4 separate regions of the Mus musculus genome follow, and regions 2, 3 and 4 are each linked to region 1. Evidence: chromatin contacts called from public promoter capture Hi-C data. All regions are on one chromosome and are shown on one strand. Each heading gives the region's core, a stretch centred on a gene start, on an enhancer-like site or on the middle of the called end of the contact. The rest is flanking DNA. Distances are from core to core; before and after follow the strand shown.

Region 1 (3,714 bases), core at 557-3,056:
AAAAAGGTCTTTAAAAAAAAACCATTAAACCAATGTTAGTTTGTCAAAATAGACATCTCCCCACTCCAGATTGTGTTAGCAAATGTGGGCCTGTGAACTAGGGCGTGAGAGTGTGAAACGGATCATTACCAGCATGTCTCACCTTTTCCTCTTTCATTTATTTTGTAAGGTACAAGCAGATTATGGCCATATTTGAGCACAGCTTCTGTTTGGATATGAGCAGTGCCAAGGAGAGAAGAGCAAGAGCCCAATCCGTGGGGTTCTGAATCTCATCTAGTCCGTGTTTCCACAGCTGGAATATGGGGGGGGGGGTGTAAAGTTATAAGAGCGCTCGCTAGGCTTCTCGCTTACAGAAACCCCTCAAATGATAACGCAAGCTACTACTTTCTGGGAATTTAAGATCTCAAGCTTTAAAAAGGGACAATGGAACTCCAGTGTGGGCTTCAGAAAGATGGAGACTGTCAGATGAGGTGGGGGCAGGGAAATGGGGACGAGGGTAAGAGCCTAGCCTGGGAAAGCAGAATAGGGAGGTCAAGGCCAGGGACTTGGGGAGCTAGAAAAGGAACAGATCTTTCAGGATCTGTCCAAGTAGGCCCGTCACAGCAGTCTGAAAGCCTGAAGGGCTCCTTTGAGAATCTGGGCCACCTCTTTACCAGCGCTACCTCCCCCCATCTTGGGAACGGAGACAACCACCTAGGAATCCTCCCCCCAAATGGCTTTCCTTGCCCTTGAAAACAACGGACCCTCGAGAAAAAAAAAAAAAAATGCAAACGCTTCCAGAGAGTAGAAGGGCCTGGGACAAGGTGTCCTGCAGTCATCCAGTGGGGAGCCCGCCCCAGTTCGAGGAACTTTAATATTCATTGAAATGGAGCAGCACGGACCCCCCCCCCCCCGGAAGTCTCGAAGCATAAGAATCTCAGAGCCAGGGGTCCCACGGCTCCGGGGCTGGGCTGGGCGATGGCCTGGGGCGCGGTCTCCGGCCCGGGGAGGCCAGCCCGCAGGCCTGAAATGCGAGCAGGAGCCGCTGAGGGCCCGGGGCGAGGAGCGCAGCCCGGCGAACAGAGGCCGGCCTAGGCCTCGGAGGCTCGGACACACCCACCGCTGCAGCGGCGCTTACCTGCTCCTCCTCGGGGGTCAGCTCCGGCGCCATGTCCGGCCGGGGCGCGGTCGCCGGCTCCATCCCGCCGCCGCCGGGGCAGGTCTGGTGGGCGAGCGCCAGAACCCGCTGCACTCGCGCTCCGCTTCTGTGGCCCGGCGCCTCAGCAGCTCTCGGTCGGCTCGCGCATGGTGCGAGCGCCCGGCGCCCGCGGCGGCTGCCAACGCCGCTCCTGCTGGCCGGGGAGAGCCCGCTGTCGCTCCCCGCGGAGAGGAAATGCCTCCTGTTTGCTTCACTCCTTTCCTCACGCCACCCCTCCTGTCCTGAGGAGGAGAAAGTGCGGGCGAGGAACTAACAGCAGTTCGAGGTCTGCTTGGCTTTCTTTCTTTTTTAGGAGTCCACAACTTTTACAGCCACCGCGAAGGCGCCTGGCGGGAGTTGGAGGCCGTCGGCCTTCCGAGCCGCTTAACCCCCGGGGCAGAGCTCGCCGGCGCCTCGAGACCGCCCAGCCCGGGCGTCCACGGGGATGCGGGCCCTGCGAACTGCTCCGTGGCCTCGCGGCCCAGTTCCTCAAAAGCCGCCGCGGAGACAGGGAGGGCGGGCGCGAGCGAGCGAGGAAAAGGCGTCCCCCTCCCGGCTCAGGGCCAGCGCTGCGGCCTGCGCCGCGTCCGCCCGAGCCCCCCACGGCTCCATTGAGAAACTGAGCATCTCATTCACAAACAGGAGCCGGGGAGGGCCGGGCCGGACGGGGACGTTGTCCGAGAGGGGGAGACAGAGAGGAGCTGGGAGGAGGGGAGGCTGAGCGGAACGGAGCGGCGCGGCGGGGGAGGGGCTGCGGGGACGAGAGGCGACTCCCCTACGGGAGCGGGAGGGAGACGCGACTGGGAGTTAAAAGAATCCAAAACTGCGCGAGGACCGGTGCCCTTCCCGGTATTCACGGGCGGCTTCTACCTATTCGTGGTAGGGTCTGAAAGGTTGCCTGTGAGGTCCAAGATGCCTCGGATCTGACAGATAAGCAAGGGCCGCATTTCTTTGCTCAATGAATGTATCCTGTAGTCCAGCATCATTGTAGCTAATTGTAATCGGGTACAAAGAGAGAGTGAGGAAGAGACAGAGAGAGACATCCTGTTTCAGAATTCATTCAGGAAGCCCACAGCCTTTGCAAATGCATGATTTTACTCTAGGGTAAACAGCAGAGTCTGGGTCTCTCAGGATAGGAGCATTGAGAAGGCAGGGCTGGGCCTACTGTGATTTTTTTTATCATGTTAGACCAAAGATAAGTATTCTAGAAGGATTTCAAGAAATCGGAGTGCCACAACTAGTCCCCCCAGGACTGAAGTCCAGAAAGAACCAGGGGATGGGTCTTCGGAAAAGAAAATGCTATAGGTTTTGATGCCCATCTTGGAGAACTTTTTAAAAAATAAATTATATATATTCTTAACTCCATTTTGGCACCAGTGCAATAGCAGCTTCAGGGTTACCTCTGCTAAGTTTTTTCCTTTGTGTGTGTGGAGGGTCAGGGGGCCAGGAAAGACAGAGTTTTGAGAAAGGATCTCTATGTACCCCTGGCTGTCCCAAAATTGGCTGTGTAGACCAAGCTGGCCTTGAACTCACAGAGATCTGCCTCTTGAGTGAAGGAATTAAAGGCATGTCCATGCCTCCTTGCCCCTCAACTATGTTAGTTTGTCTTTTGCCACCAGTAAAATGAACTCTACGCTGAACTCAGGAACCTACTCAGGAGTTGGTTTCAGTATTGAAACTGGAAGACAGTCTATAACAAGTCTATCTGCACACCAGACACTGCACTATGCACTGGAGTTAAAATAAGACAGTATAAGATAATGGAAGATGTATCAGGAAGTAAAATAATGAAGACACTCAGGGACTCGCGTGATGGGTCAGTGGTTAAGAATACTGGCTGACCTTGGAGTGGATCTGGGTTCAATTCTAGTACCCACGTGGTAGTATAGAACTTTTAAGGAGCATGTGATGTATAAACATACATCAGGAAAAAAAAAACACCCATACATGTTGTACTGGCTAGTTTTGTGTCAACTTGACACAGCTGGAGTTATCACAGAGAAAGGACCTTCAGTTGAGGAAATGCCTCCATGAGATCCAACTGTAAGGCATTTTCTCAATTAGTGATCAAGGGGGAAAGGCCCCTTGTGGGTAGGACCATCTCTGGGCTGGTAGTCTTGGGTTTTATAAGAGAGCAGGCTGAGCAAGCCAGGGGAGGCAAGCCAGTAAAGAACATCCCTCCATGGCCTCTGCATCAGCTCCTGCTTTCTGACCTGCTTGAGTTCCAGTCCTGCATCCTTTGGTGACCAACAGCAGTATGGAAATGTAAGCCGAATAAACCCTTTCCTCCCCAACTTGCTTCTTGGTCATGATGTTTGTGCAGGAATAGAAACCCTGACTAAGACAAATTGGTACCAGCAGAGTGGGGTATTCCTGTGACAATCTGACCATGTTTTGGGGAGGACTGTGGAAGGACTTTAGAACGTTGTGCTTGAAGATCCATCCGTTGTTAAGAGCTCTGTCAGATGTTGTGTAGGAGCTTGGAAGATAATGTTGAGAACACCGCAGAAGATGGAGCTCTGGTTTGTGAAATTTCA
Region 2 (3,714 bases), core at 648-3,147, 840 kb before region 1:
TCAGCAGATTGGAGTTTCTGATAAAGTTGAGGAAGAGTTATGTTACATCTCTAGAGCAAGGAGGGAGGAAACAGTGCCCTCACACAAACTAAAAAAAGGTAATTAAAACCATATAAGCCGGGCGATGATGGCGCGCGCCTTTAATCCCAGCACTTGGGAGGCAGAGGCAGGCAGATTTCTGAGTTCGAGGCCAGCCTGGTTTACAAAGTGAGTTCCAGGACAGCCAGGGCTATACAGAGAAACCCTGTCTTGAAAAATCAAAAATAAATAAATAAATAAATAAATAAAATAAAACCATATAAAAGTCGGCTGCTGCAGCCATCTTCCAGTAATTGGCCAAAATGACGAACACAAAGGGAAAGAGGAGAGGCACCCAGTATAAATGTTCTCTAGGCCTTTTAGGAAACATGGCGTTGTTCCTTTGGCCACGTACATGCGAATCTACAAGAAGGGTGATATTGTAGACATTAAGGGAATGGGCACTGTTCAAAAAAGAATGCCCCATAAGTGCTACCATGGCAAACCCGGAAGAGTCTACAATGTCACCCAGCATGCTGTGGGCATCATTGTAAATAAGCAAGTTAAGGGCAAAATTCTGGCCAAGAGGATCAATGTGCGGATTGAGCACATCAAGCACTCGAAGAGCAGGGACAGCTTCCTGAAGCGGGTGAAGGAGAACGATCAGAAGAAGGAAGCCAAGGAGAAGGGCACCCGGGTGCAGCTGAAGCGCCAGCCTGCGTCAACCAGAGAAGCACACTTTGTGAGGACTAACGGAAACTGCTGGAGCCCATTCCATATGAATTCATGGCCTAGTGGACAAAAAAGAAATAAGGGACCAGGACTGCAACAAAACAAAACAAACAACAACAACAACAAACCATAAAAGTTTTCATCAGGAACTGAGATGGATTAGTGAGTTAAGAGCGTGGCGCCAAAGAATAAGGGTCTAAATTTGGATATCCAACGCCTCAGTAAAAAGCCAGGTGTGGTGCACACCTGCAATCCTAGCATTTCAGAAGTAAAGACAGGATTCCTGGAGCTTGATGGTCAACTACTTTTGCTAAATAGGTGAGCTACCTTCTAACAAGAAAGAAAAGAGGGGAAGGGAAGGAAGAAGGGAAGGGACAAGAAAAGCCAGTGGCAATAAGTTCTAGGTTTTGGCTGGGATTGTTTTAAGACCCAAAACTAAGCGAGCCATAGACTCTGGATCAAGGATGATGGTCAGTTGGGAGAAAGGTAAAACAAGGAGGTGCATGCATAAATTCACAGAAGTTCCCCAGAGTTAGGAGTCCCAGAAGACAAGGTTTTGTTGTTTTATTGTATAAGCGGTGCCAGGATTCAGCTTCTACCTTTGGAACCTGAAGAAAGAAAACATTAACCCCTGTGACGAGGTGAGGTTGGGGATGGATAGAGGTGGTGTTCCAGAACAGGAAAATTTCAATCCAAAAAGTGAAATTTAGAAAAAAACTAATAAAAGGCTGGAATGCTTCATTAAGACTAGCTGAAAGTTAGCACTCTTTATTCCTTTCTTTCACTTATTACAAACAATTCACAACCACGGCAGCCAGAAACCCGTGTGCTGTAGTCAGTCCTACTCTTTTCAACTCCCCGCGAAAGCACTCACACCGGAACTCCTCTGAGTCCGTGCTCTCCCATTGGCCGAAGCCTCCGCCCGCCTTAAATGGCTTCCGCCCACGGCTTCAACCAGAGGGCGGTCTCTAGGAGTCACTTCCGTCTCGCACTACCCACCCACCCCCACCTCGTTCCCTTTTTAGCTGCTTCCGGCCTCGGGCCCCGCCCCCCACCGTGGGGCCCCGCCCCTACCTGCCCCTCCCCCGCCCCGGGCTGACGGCCGGGCCCCGCAGCACAGCTTCCGGTGCGGGCCCCGCCCCGGCTGTGGCCCCCAGCTGCGGAGGAGTAGCAGGCTCAGCTGCTACGCTGGGGTCTGAGCGGCTGCCTCCTCCCTACCCGCGAGCCCGGAACGCTGCACATAGGTGAGCGGCGCGGGTCGTGGTTCTTTCTGCCGCGGCGGGAGAGGGGCTGTGGCAGGTGGAGGGGACCGAAATGGGAGCCGAGGCAGGTGTGTAGGGGAGACGCGGGCTAGTGAAGCCGGGGTCCGCTGAGAAAAAGTGAGAGCATCGGGAGGAGCCCCGTCCTCCCGGTGTCCAAAGGAGTGGTTTGAGATAAAGAGATGGGAAAGGTAAGGGACCCCCCCCCCCTTTTGGCAACCGCAGAGCGAGCTTAGATGGAGTAATTAGAGAAGAGCCGGGAGATTGGCAAAGGGGGCTTGGTGGAAGTAAAAGTGATAGGGCTCCATTGGGTGGGAGGTAAAGAATGGAAAGAGGGGTCGAAGAGGGTCGGGGACAGAGCTGGAAACGAAGGTAAGGGAAATGGTCACCAAGGCCGGGCTCAAGCGGCAAGCAGTCCGTTGCTCTCGGTTTGGAGGTCCGGGAAGTTTAAAAAACCCGAGCGAGGGATGGAGAGATGAAGTTAGATTTCGGAGACGTAAATTCTCTAGATGTTAGTAGTATTGTTTGAATCCTTGGCTGCTTAGGGATTGGGATGAGATGGACTCTTCGGGAGGATGTGCCAATTGAGTTGTAAAACGGAGTCATCTCTGTCTTAATAAAGACGCTATCGGACACCCCTCTCCCTTGCTGAGGAAAGCCTACCGAGAAGATGGTGCCAACCAGAAAAGAAGCAGTTGTACTATGACTGGCAGGAGTTGGTTGAAATATTCCAGTTGTGTTGTTTGACTTTAAAGATTATACGAATATTTCTAAATGACCAGTGAATTGCTTGCTCTTCTTTTGTGTGCGTTTTGTTTTGTCCCCAACGGGGTTTTTATTTTAAAGGAACAATTTTGCCAACTTTCAGGCTTCCCTACAGAATAAGAACTAAAGCAGAAAGAAAGTATTGCTGCAGGCATAACTTATACTTTCCAAACTGCCAGGAGGAGGGACAGGCAGTAAGGGGCCAATTGGAATTGGAATCTTTTATCCGCCTATGAAAGCTACAACCAAGTGCTTCTAAGAAACAAAATGAGATTTGTCTAGCATGGCTCTGGTTGGTTTTTGAACTCCCCGCCTCCCCAGCTTTAAAAATTATACTCTTTAAACGTGTAAAAATTTATATAAATCAAAGCCATTTTTTTTTCTTGTTAGAGATTAGTTCTCCCATGAATTTTTGAAGATGGTAAAAGGTTACATTTTCTTATCTTCCAACTCAATCCTAAAACACTGGGACAATGCAAATATCAAGTCCCAACCTGCACAGTGCCGCTTCCCCTTTCATGTGGCAAACAGAAATGCACACCCTGTTGCCAGTCCTCTTCACCCTAAAATTTGCTCTGAGGAAGACTTGTGGGAAACTATAACTTAAGTGAGGTGTGTTGAAGGGGGAACCTGGGAAGGTTAGAGGTGGAAGGGTGTGAAAGGGATTTGTGTTTGGAGACAGATTGGCAAGAATGCAGATAACCCTGCCCCCAGGGTACTTTGGGACTGGAAGCCTTTTCTTCACTGGACTCATAGAATAAATATAGTAGAAGTGAGTCAGAAAGAAAGAGGATGTGAGGAGATTTATTTGTGGTTTATAAAAAAAAAAAAAAGAAACATTAACTTGTTTAGACAATATTGGTACCTGTTTCAAATTAATTAACTTTAAAATCTCCAGAGGAATTCCCCCCCCCCCCCCCGTTTGTTTTTGAGCGAAGCT
Region 3 (3,714 bases), core at 645-3,144, 770 kb before region 1:
AAGGGGTGGAGGAGCGGTTCCAAGGTTCCTCTCAACAGAGTACCACAGAGATGAGATGTGTATGCCGGGAGACGTTCATCAACCTAACTTTACTTCAGAACCAGTTCTTTTCTTCTGCTAGGTTTTATGAAGAGAGACAAGAGGACGAAGGTCTAATGGGAGACCATCCAGGAGGAAGGCCAAGCTGCAGCCTCTGGAGAGGACAGGGCTAGGAGACAGCTCCTATATCAGCTGTCAGCAAGAAGTCCTCTCTGTAGAGAGAGTGGGGGCTGTAGGCAGATGGCCCTGATTTTTCCTGTTAGGATGGTAGGCAGGAAGACGGTCTAAATTATCTCATTTCTGACACTTGGGGTAGGGCAGGAGATGGGAACTTTTTGAGGATGTCGGCCTTAAACTGGAGGATGCTATTTTCCCGTAGCCATGGAAACATGGCTGGGCAGCATTGGTAGGAGGTGACGACACCACAGAAACCTGTGAACGAAGGAAATTCTATCAGTGTGGGCCTGGCCTCAGGTGGGAGCTGCATCTTCTGACGCCTGGATATTTCAATCTTTGGCTTCTAGGCTGGAAACCAATGGGGCAGGACTCGGGCAGAAGCAGTTGAAATGGCTGTTGAATGTCTGTGGGGTTGGAAGGTGACTATGAGTCAGTTTGAGTTTGCAAAACATAATCACCCAGCTTTTTAACTCAACCGCTTTTACTTGGTTGGTGATGAAGATGCCGGGCCATTACGTCAGAACCAGAGGCAAAGCTCTCTAAAGGCAGTTTCATCACTGCAGGGGGGCCTAGGGAGCCACAGCACCTGGTGGGCGCGCATCCCGTACGGGGAGGGGACACCTGGGAAACCCTGGCTGTCCGCGTTGAGTCAGCAAGATCCTAAAGCTATGCCCCGCCCTGGCCGGCCGCCGCAGCCTCGCGGACCTCGCGTGGCGTGGGGCAATTAGGCGCGGCACCCGCCCGCTTGGCTGCGCGACGCGCGGGGGCGGGGACGCTGTCAAAGCGAGGCCCAACCAAAGGACCGCGACTTGTATTCTCTTCTGAAAAAAAAAAAAATAAGACCTCATGATCCTGCCACGACAAAGCGTTGGACAGTAGGTGGGAGGGGTCTAGACTGGGTGCCTCACGCCCGATGCCGCAGCGAAAGGACGGGCTGAGTGACTCGAGTGGCAGAGCGGGAGCGCGGCGCGGCTCGGGGCTTTTGTGTGGCGCGGGTTTCCTAGCAAGACTGACAGCAAGACGCTCTGAGGTGTTCAAGGGAAGGGGACGATTTCTCCGTCAGACCCCACCGCCGAGGCTCGCGGGGATCTTCCCGGAGACTGCTCGCTCGAGCCAGCTGGGGCGTGGCACCAGGACTTTCAAAAAACCCGCACAAGCCGAGAGCAGAATGTGTCGTTTGCTTCTTGCGCGCAAGCGGAGTCGCGCCCGCCTTCCTCTGCCCGGGCGCACCGACCGCCTTCGTCTCTAGCGCCCTCCCGGGCCCCGGGAGAACAATGCCGGTCCTCTCCGCGCGCAGGAAGAGGCTGGCGAGCACAGCTGGGCCGCGGCGGGGAAGCGGCCCCAGCCTGGCAGTCCGGTGGGTTCCTCCTTTAGGCCCAGAGCCGTCCTCAGACCGTGGTCGCGCACCGATGCGGCCTCGGGGGCCTACGTGCAGCACCACACGGAGAGGGGCAGGCCGCGGCCCGAGGCTGCTCCCGGGACCTCCGGGAAGAGACCTCCACCGATGTCGCCCGGACCCTGGCGGGGCAGGCCAGTCCCCCAGAGTCTGCGAGTTCGGGGCTAGAGCGGTCAGGCCTCTGGGCCGGGTCGAGCCCGGGCCGCCGACGGCTGCGTCACGCGAGGGGGCGGTGCTGCCACGGGCGGAGGCCAGAGCCGGAAGCGGAAGAGGCGCTCGGAGTGGGGAGTGGGGCCTAGCCGCAGCCGGAGCCTGGGAGACGGTGAGTGTGGGCCCGAGCCCGTGGCCGGGCAGCTGGGGTGAGTCGGTGGGGACGGCCACGCCGGTACGGGTACCGTGCCACCCGGTCGGGTCTCGGCTTGGACCTATTTCCCTCTTCGGCCCACGTCAGGCCGCGGTCCCGACCTCTCACCCCTGACCCGCCGCTTCTCTCCCTGAGGGCGGTCACTGCAGACCCCTTTTCTGGTTCCCGCGGTGTTGGAGGCGGAGCTCCAGCGGCCTCGGAGCCGGCTGGGAGGCTTCCCTTTGGGTCCCGCGCCGGCCCGCTGGCTGGGTCGCGTCCGACCTAGGCTATCCTGGAAAGGCTTTCCCTGCCCCGAGCTCGAGGCTTAGCCCGCAGATCTCCTTCGCGCGCCGCCTGGAGTTTGATTCTGGCCCAGGCTGGCCATCCCTTTGGTCGCCGGGTCTTCCCTTGGCGGTTACGGGGAACGGGGCTCTGAGATCCCTGGGATTCGGGCAGAAGGAAGGGACTCGAGTGCGGGCCGCCGGCCCCCTCCGTGTTTTGTTATGATGGAACCGCTCCATCCCGGAGAATGGGCCAGACCAAGCCAGGAGTACAAATGTCCAGGCTGCTCCTCGGTCCGGTCGGGAGCCTCTATGCTTTAGTTCCGGGTGCGGGTGCCCTGATGCTTGGGTGGGAATTGCCAGAGTCTAGCCCCCATCAAGGCGGAGTTGGCGGCCTTCCAGTTTCCCTCCTCCGTGCCCTTGAAAAGGAGGAGCGTTTTTGCCCGGTGGCAGCCGCAGATTGCGAGGTGGCAGGTTTGAGGTTGCAGTGGTGGGGCACTGCCAGCCAAAAATAACCATGGGTCGCTTGGGTGGCAGGAATCCGGGAGGGCAGCCGCTGACCTGGCTGGCTGCTCTTCTTGTTAGCCCGGTTCTCTAGCCAGGAACAGCAAATGAGAAGCCAGAGAGGCCTGTGCTCATAGAAAAATTGGCATCCAGTAACTTGGTCTCATTGGTCACATTGCCTTTTTCTTCATTGTTCAGAGCAGAGCCTCCCAAAGCATAATTGTGGCCTTTACGTTTTAAAAAGCTTCTTTGCCGAGGACTCATGGAATCGGAGAATTTGTGAGAAATAGGCTCAAACGACCTGGCTGGGAGGAGGACATGGGCCACCTGGTAGCTCCCATTTTTCACCTGCCTGGGATGCGTTGCAAGGGAGATTATCTCCATTACTGCCTATGTGTGGTACTTCATGGCCAAAATATTGGGCCATCTTTGCCAGTATGAGAGGTGTTATCTTCATTTTTCAGGCATGACAATTTAGGTCTAGAGTGACTTGTATAAGGCCACAGGGCCAGTAAGTGGCAACACTGGGATCGAGTTCAAGGTTTCCTGCCAAAACTTCCTACCCGGTCCCTTGGAAGGAATTATAAATTAAGGCATTCAACATAGCCCTGAGTGTTAGCCGGAACCTTCTCAGTGCTAATGAAAGGCTGTCTTTAGTACTTCTTGTGGCCCAAACCTGTGCTAGGCTTTTGACTTTATAGGGCAGACATTTAATTCCTATGGAGCCTGTAAGAGATTATTGTTCCCTTGTTTCAAGAGGAGGCTGAAGCTTAAAGTGGTTTAATAACTTGCCTAAAGGCAACAGTGAAGTGGTATTGCTGTGGAGCAGGTTGGCATTCGACTCTGAGGCTGTGACTTTCCACTCAAGTAGACATATGTGGTCATAGAAATCCACTTAGGTCCCAGAAGGAAAATTTTGGTCTGCTGTAGATTAGACCGCATTACAACATCCTCCAGATAGGATGCTTAGGGTG
Region 4 (3,714 bases), core at 732-3,231, 750 kb after region 1:
TTTAGCCTCCAGAAGAGCTGAGATTACAAACCTGTAACAGCCCAGAGGTGGTCAGCAAGTCCAGTGCTTTTCTCTGCCCTCGTAGCCTGGGACGTCCCACCTGTGTGCAAATGTTTATGGGTTCTGAGCATCTGATGCACGTCCTTTCCTTGCACAGTAAGTACTTAATCAACTGAGTAGTCTCTCCAGCCCACAAGTTTCTGTAAGAGATTTTACATCTGTGTCATTAAAGCATACATCAAGTGCAGGTTTAAGGAGGTAATCTGAAGGAGTACCTTCTTACCAGCCTTTAATTTTAGAAGTTATGCGTGTATCTGGACAGAAATATAAGTCTTGAAATCTGCTGGCTGCACAACTTCAGAAATACTGTTTCCAAGCCAACAGAGCCTGAAGTCTTTCTTTAAACCAGCAGTGCCGAGTGAACTAGAAGTTCCATTATGGGCTCTGGCTCTTGGGAACTGGAGAAGTGGGAGGGAATTTCTCCTCCAGCAGTCAGCAGGGCAGTCTGTGTAAACATGCTGCCTCTTCTCAGTGGGCTACTGTAGTCATCAAAGGAAAAAAAATTAAATTAAATTTAAAAACCAGGCCTGCCACACAAAGATGGTTTCTCCTTAGAGGGGACATCGTAAGGGCATGATAACAAGGAGCTTGGCCCCTCACCTCCATACAGCCAAAGTGAAGTGACACTTCCAAGCCACTGCGGGAGGCAGAGGGGCACACTACTGAGCAGTTATACACATACTGAAGGAAAAAGTAAGTTCTCTTTGCTGGGTGAAAGTTAATGTAAACTACTTCTAGTTTCAAGGCAGCACGTTTTGTGTAACTAAAATGGCCTTTCTTCTTTGAGAGGAAAGAGTGTGAAAGCTTCAGCGTTCTACCTCCACAGTCAGATGTAGTGGGTTCCTAGAAGGACATCCGGTCTAGGCCATCCGTGAGGCATAGGTTCAGGGAGAGAACCTGCTTCAAAAGAGCAGGAGCAGTCATTGAGAACTGTTGGTGTCATCCTCTGTCCTGAAGACAGACATCCATGAATGGACCCCAACCCCGCCCCACCCCCCAAAAAGTTTCTTATCCTCGTTTCTCTTTGTCCAGAAGGAAATCAGAAAGAATATGGTGGGATTTGATGGTCTCAGAACACTTCTTGAATATATTTCATTGGCCAGCAACTTGCGATTGGCCAACTTGGCCATCTTATTCTCCAGCAGTTAGTGACCATTTGATCATCTTGTACTTCATAACCATAGAGTTGACAGTTTTCATCGGGAGTGGGGAGACTGGGAAGAGAAAGCTAAAAGTAAGTGAGCTGGCAGTGGCAGAAAAAAGAAAGCTTGACCTTTAACTGCCTCGTGACCAGCAGGATGCTCCAGACTCGTTTTCCTCGAGGAGAGTCAGCTAAAGAGTTAAGCTTTCTTTTCCATTTCCCTTCCTCCTGTACCATGTAGATGAGAACTGACCCTTCTGTCTACCTGGCATTAACTTATCCTTTCATCACATAATATAATCACAATTTTACTCCTAGTTCTTTCTAAATACCTCAGTAAATATTTTAACATGTAGCACATACTATGTGCTAAGTAAAGCAACGTGTGGTACTTACTATAGTAGTAGAGTACTATTAGGGAATATAGTAAATACCGTAAATACAGCAACTGATTTACAAAAGTCTTGAGTCTTTCCCTTTAATCAGTTAAGCATTCATTCGATTTTATTGTTACCTATTCTTCCTTTAAAAAAGAAAAACAAGCAAACATGTAGGTTTAATGACCAGGTATGAAGGTCTCAGATCCTTTCTAGTTAGCTCTGACTATCCTGGAACTTACTATATAAACCAAGCTGGCCTGGAACTCACCAAGCTATACACCTGCATCTGCCTCCCAAGTGCTGGGATTAAAGACCTGTGCCACCACACCCTGCTCTATAAATCTAAATGTTAATAGAACTTTTGAATACAAATTTGATGGACTGTCTTATTTGTTTCAGTCGTGTGACCCATGAAGTGGCAGGAGAACTTTCTCCTCGGGATCCAAGAACTCCTGCTGGGAAGCAAGATGGCACTTCAGTCACACCAACACTGCCTCCACCTGACCTGGAAAGGGAAGAAGAAAAAGATGACACTTTGGATCCTACTGACGTGAGTCCCTGCAGTGCAACCTACAGCAACCTAGGTAAGTACAAAGGTTATATAGATAGTACCTAAGCCGCGTCTTTATGTACAGTAACACCATTAGAGTTATAAATCTACATTTGTTTCAAAACATAACATTCAGGTTTTACTAGGCTTTTTTTGGGTTTTTTTGTTTGTTTGTTTGTTTGTTTGTTTTTTGTTTTTTTGGTTTTTTGAGACAGGGTTTCTCTGTGTAGCCCTGGCTGTCCTGGAACTCACTTTGTAGACCAGGCTGGCCTTGAACTCAGAAATCTGCCTGCCTCTGCCTCCTGAGTGCTGGGATTAAAGGTATACACCACCACGCCCGGTCCTAGGCTTATTTTAAATGCCTGCCCCATGAGCCCTGTGCCTTGTGCTGATGTAGACCTTGCCTTGAAGGATTCAACCTGAAGAGAAGAAGGGAGCGTGTATTCAGTATAATGTGATAAATACAATTGCGGAAACACACATGGAATATTTCCATGTTACACAAAGAAGAATGTCAAAAGAAGCCTTCCCGGAAATCATTCCTGAGCTGATTTAACTCACTGTCAAAGAGAAGAAAGAATGTTCCAGACAGAGGCAACAAGTGAACAAGAAGATGGAGATACAGAATAGCTTGGTGCCACAGCCATTGAGGTTGCTGCAATGTGGAGCATTAGATAAGATGTATTTCAGGTTAAAATCTTAGACCTTTTGTTATTTGTGATAGTGACCCATAAAAGGGCTTCGAGAAGACAGAATGACATGAATCAGAATGGGTTCACATAGGCTGTGGTGTTTGGTAGCAGGTACTGCAGGACTACATGACAGGATGAGGGGGACCTCAGTCAAGGTAGGGAGAAAGAACAGTGGACAAACTGAAGGAGTATTTCAGGGCAAAATATACACAGGATTGAATAATGTGAAGGGTGGGATTTCTGACCTGTATCAGCAGACTCGTAGTATGAGTCTTATGGTTGGAGGTGTTTGAGCAGGGGCTGACAGCCTGTGTCACAGACCTGTGATAGTGAGAACATGCAAAGAGACTAAACAGGATTGTTTCAGAAGTGTCTGCAGAGCTTCCTCAGGTCTCTACTTTCTTCACTGCAATTCCCAGTGACTTCTGGGTGATCTCCCTCCCTCGAGTATCACAGTTTCTTTCCTTCTGAAAAGGAAAACCTGGAATAGCATAAGGGGGGTTGGTGCTTATCTCCTGTGGGGAAGACGTGAGCAGCAAGGACTGCTTGAGGATCATGTGCCCGCCAGATTCTCATGAACCACTGACCCCTGTTTAGGAACCACTGATCCTGTGTAGAAACTGCTGGAGTATGTTTCTGAAGGACCTAGTTTCTCATCTCCTTGTTTTGTCTTTTTCCTCCATCATGTTATTTTAAGGAAAAGTGCTATCAGAATCAGCTAGTATGCTTAAAAATTGAAAATAACAGGTCTCTTAACTTATAAGTCCAAAAGATTGAAGCCATAGGAGAACTACTCTAATGTCTGAGAGACTCAGTCAGAACAACCCTCAAGGACTTGAAATTATGTTCCACAAGAAAAGATTTCTAACTGCAGTTCCAGTAAACTTTATA

Evidence for each region. Promoter capture Hi-C pulls out the DNA fragments that hold promoters and counts their contacts. Capture Hi-C pulls out chosen DNA fragments and counts their contacts.
Region 2: a contact with region 1 is called in a promoter capture Hi-C map of cranial neural crest. The contact joins the promoter of Arid3b here to the promoter of Ptpn9 in region 1. A contact is called at or near these places in 3 of 39 promoter capture datasets (cranial neural crest, frontonasal cranial neural crest and liver).
Region 3: a contact with region 1 is called in a promoter capture Hi-C map of liver, with 4 times the contacts expected there. The contact joins the promoter of Clk3 here to the promoter of Ptpn9 in region 1. A contact is called at or near these places in 2 of 39 promoter capture datasets (cranial neural crest and pre-B cells), 1 of 115 datasets of contacts at active chromatin or transcription factors (large pre-B cells) and 1 of 9 other capture datasets (liver).
Region 4: a promoter capture Hi-C map of hippocampal neurons shows a contact between it and region 1, with 4 times the contacts expected there. The contact joins the promoter of Peak1os here to the promoter of Ptpn9 in region 1. A contact is called at or near these places in 2 of 39 promoter capture datasets (hippocampal neurons and liver).

Annotation. Positions count from the first base shown.
Region 1 is chr9:56,993,060-56,996,773 of GRCm38.p6, reverse strand. Ptpn9 (protein tyrosine phosphatase, non-receptor type 9) reads right to left here and starts at 1,806. Exons shown (of 13, transcript NM_019651.2): 1 at 1,118-1,806. The coding sequence starts at 1,180.
Region 2 is chr9:57,834,962-57,838,675 of GRCm38.p6, reverse strand. It overlaps Arid3b (AT rich interactive domain 3B (BRIGHT-like)), which reads left to right and starts at 1,897. Exons shown (of 9, transcript NM_001379353.1): 1 at 1,897-1,994. It also overlaps the pseudogene Gm7547.
Region 3 is chr9:57,763,294-57,767,007 of GRCm38.p6, reverse strand. Clk3 (CDC-like kinase 3) reads left to right here and starts at 1,894. Exons shown (of 13, transcript NM_007713.5): 1 at 1,894-1,934.
Region 4 is chr9:56,239,611-56,243,324 of GRCm38.p6, reverse strand. Peak1os (a long non-coding RNA gene) reads right to left here and starts at 1,981. Exons shown (of 6, transcript XR_003948326.1): 1 at 284-1,981; 2 at 1-200. Peak1 (pseudopodium-enriched atypical kinase 1) reads left to right here. Exons shown (of 7, transcript NM_172924.3): 5 at 1,981-2,165.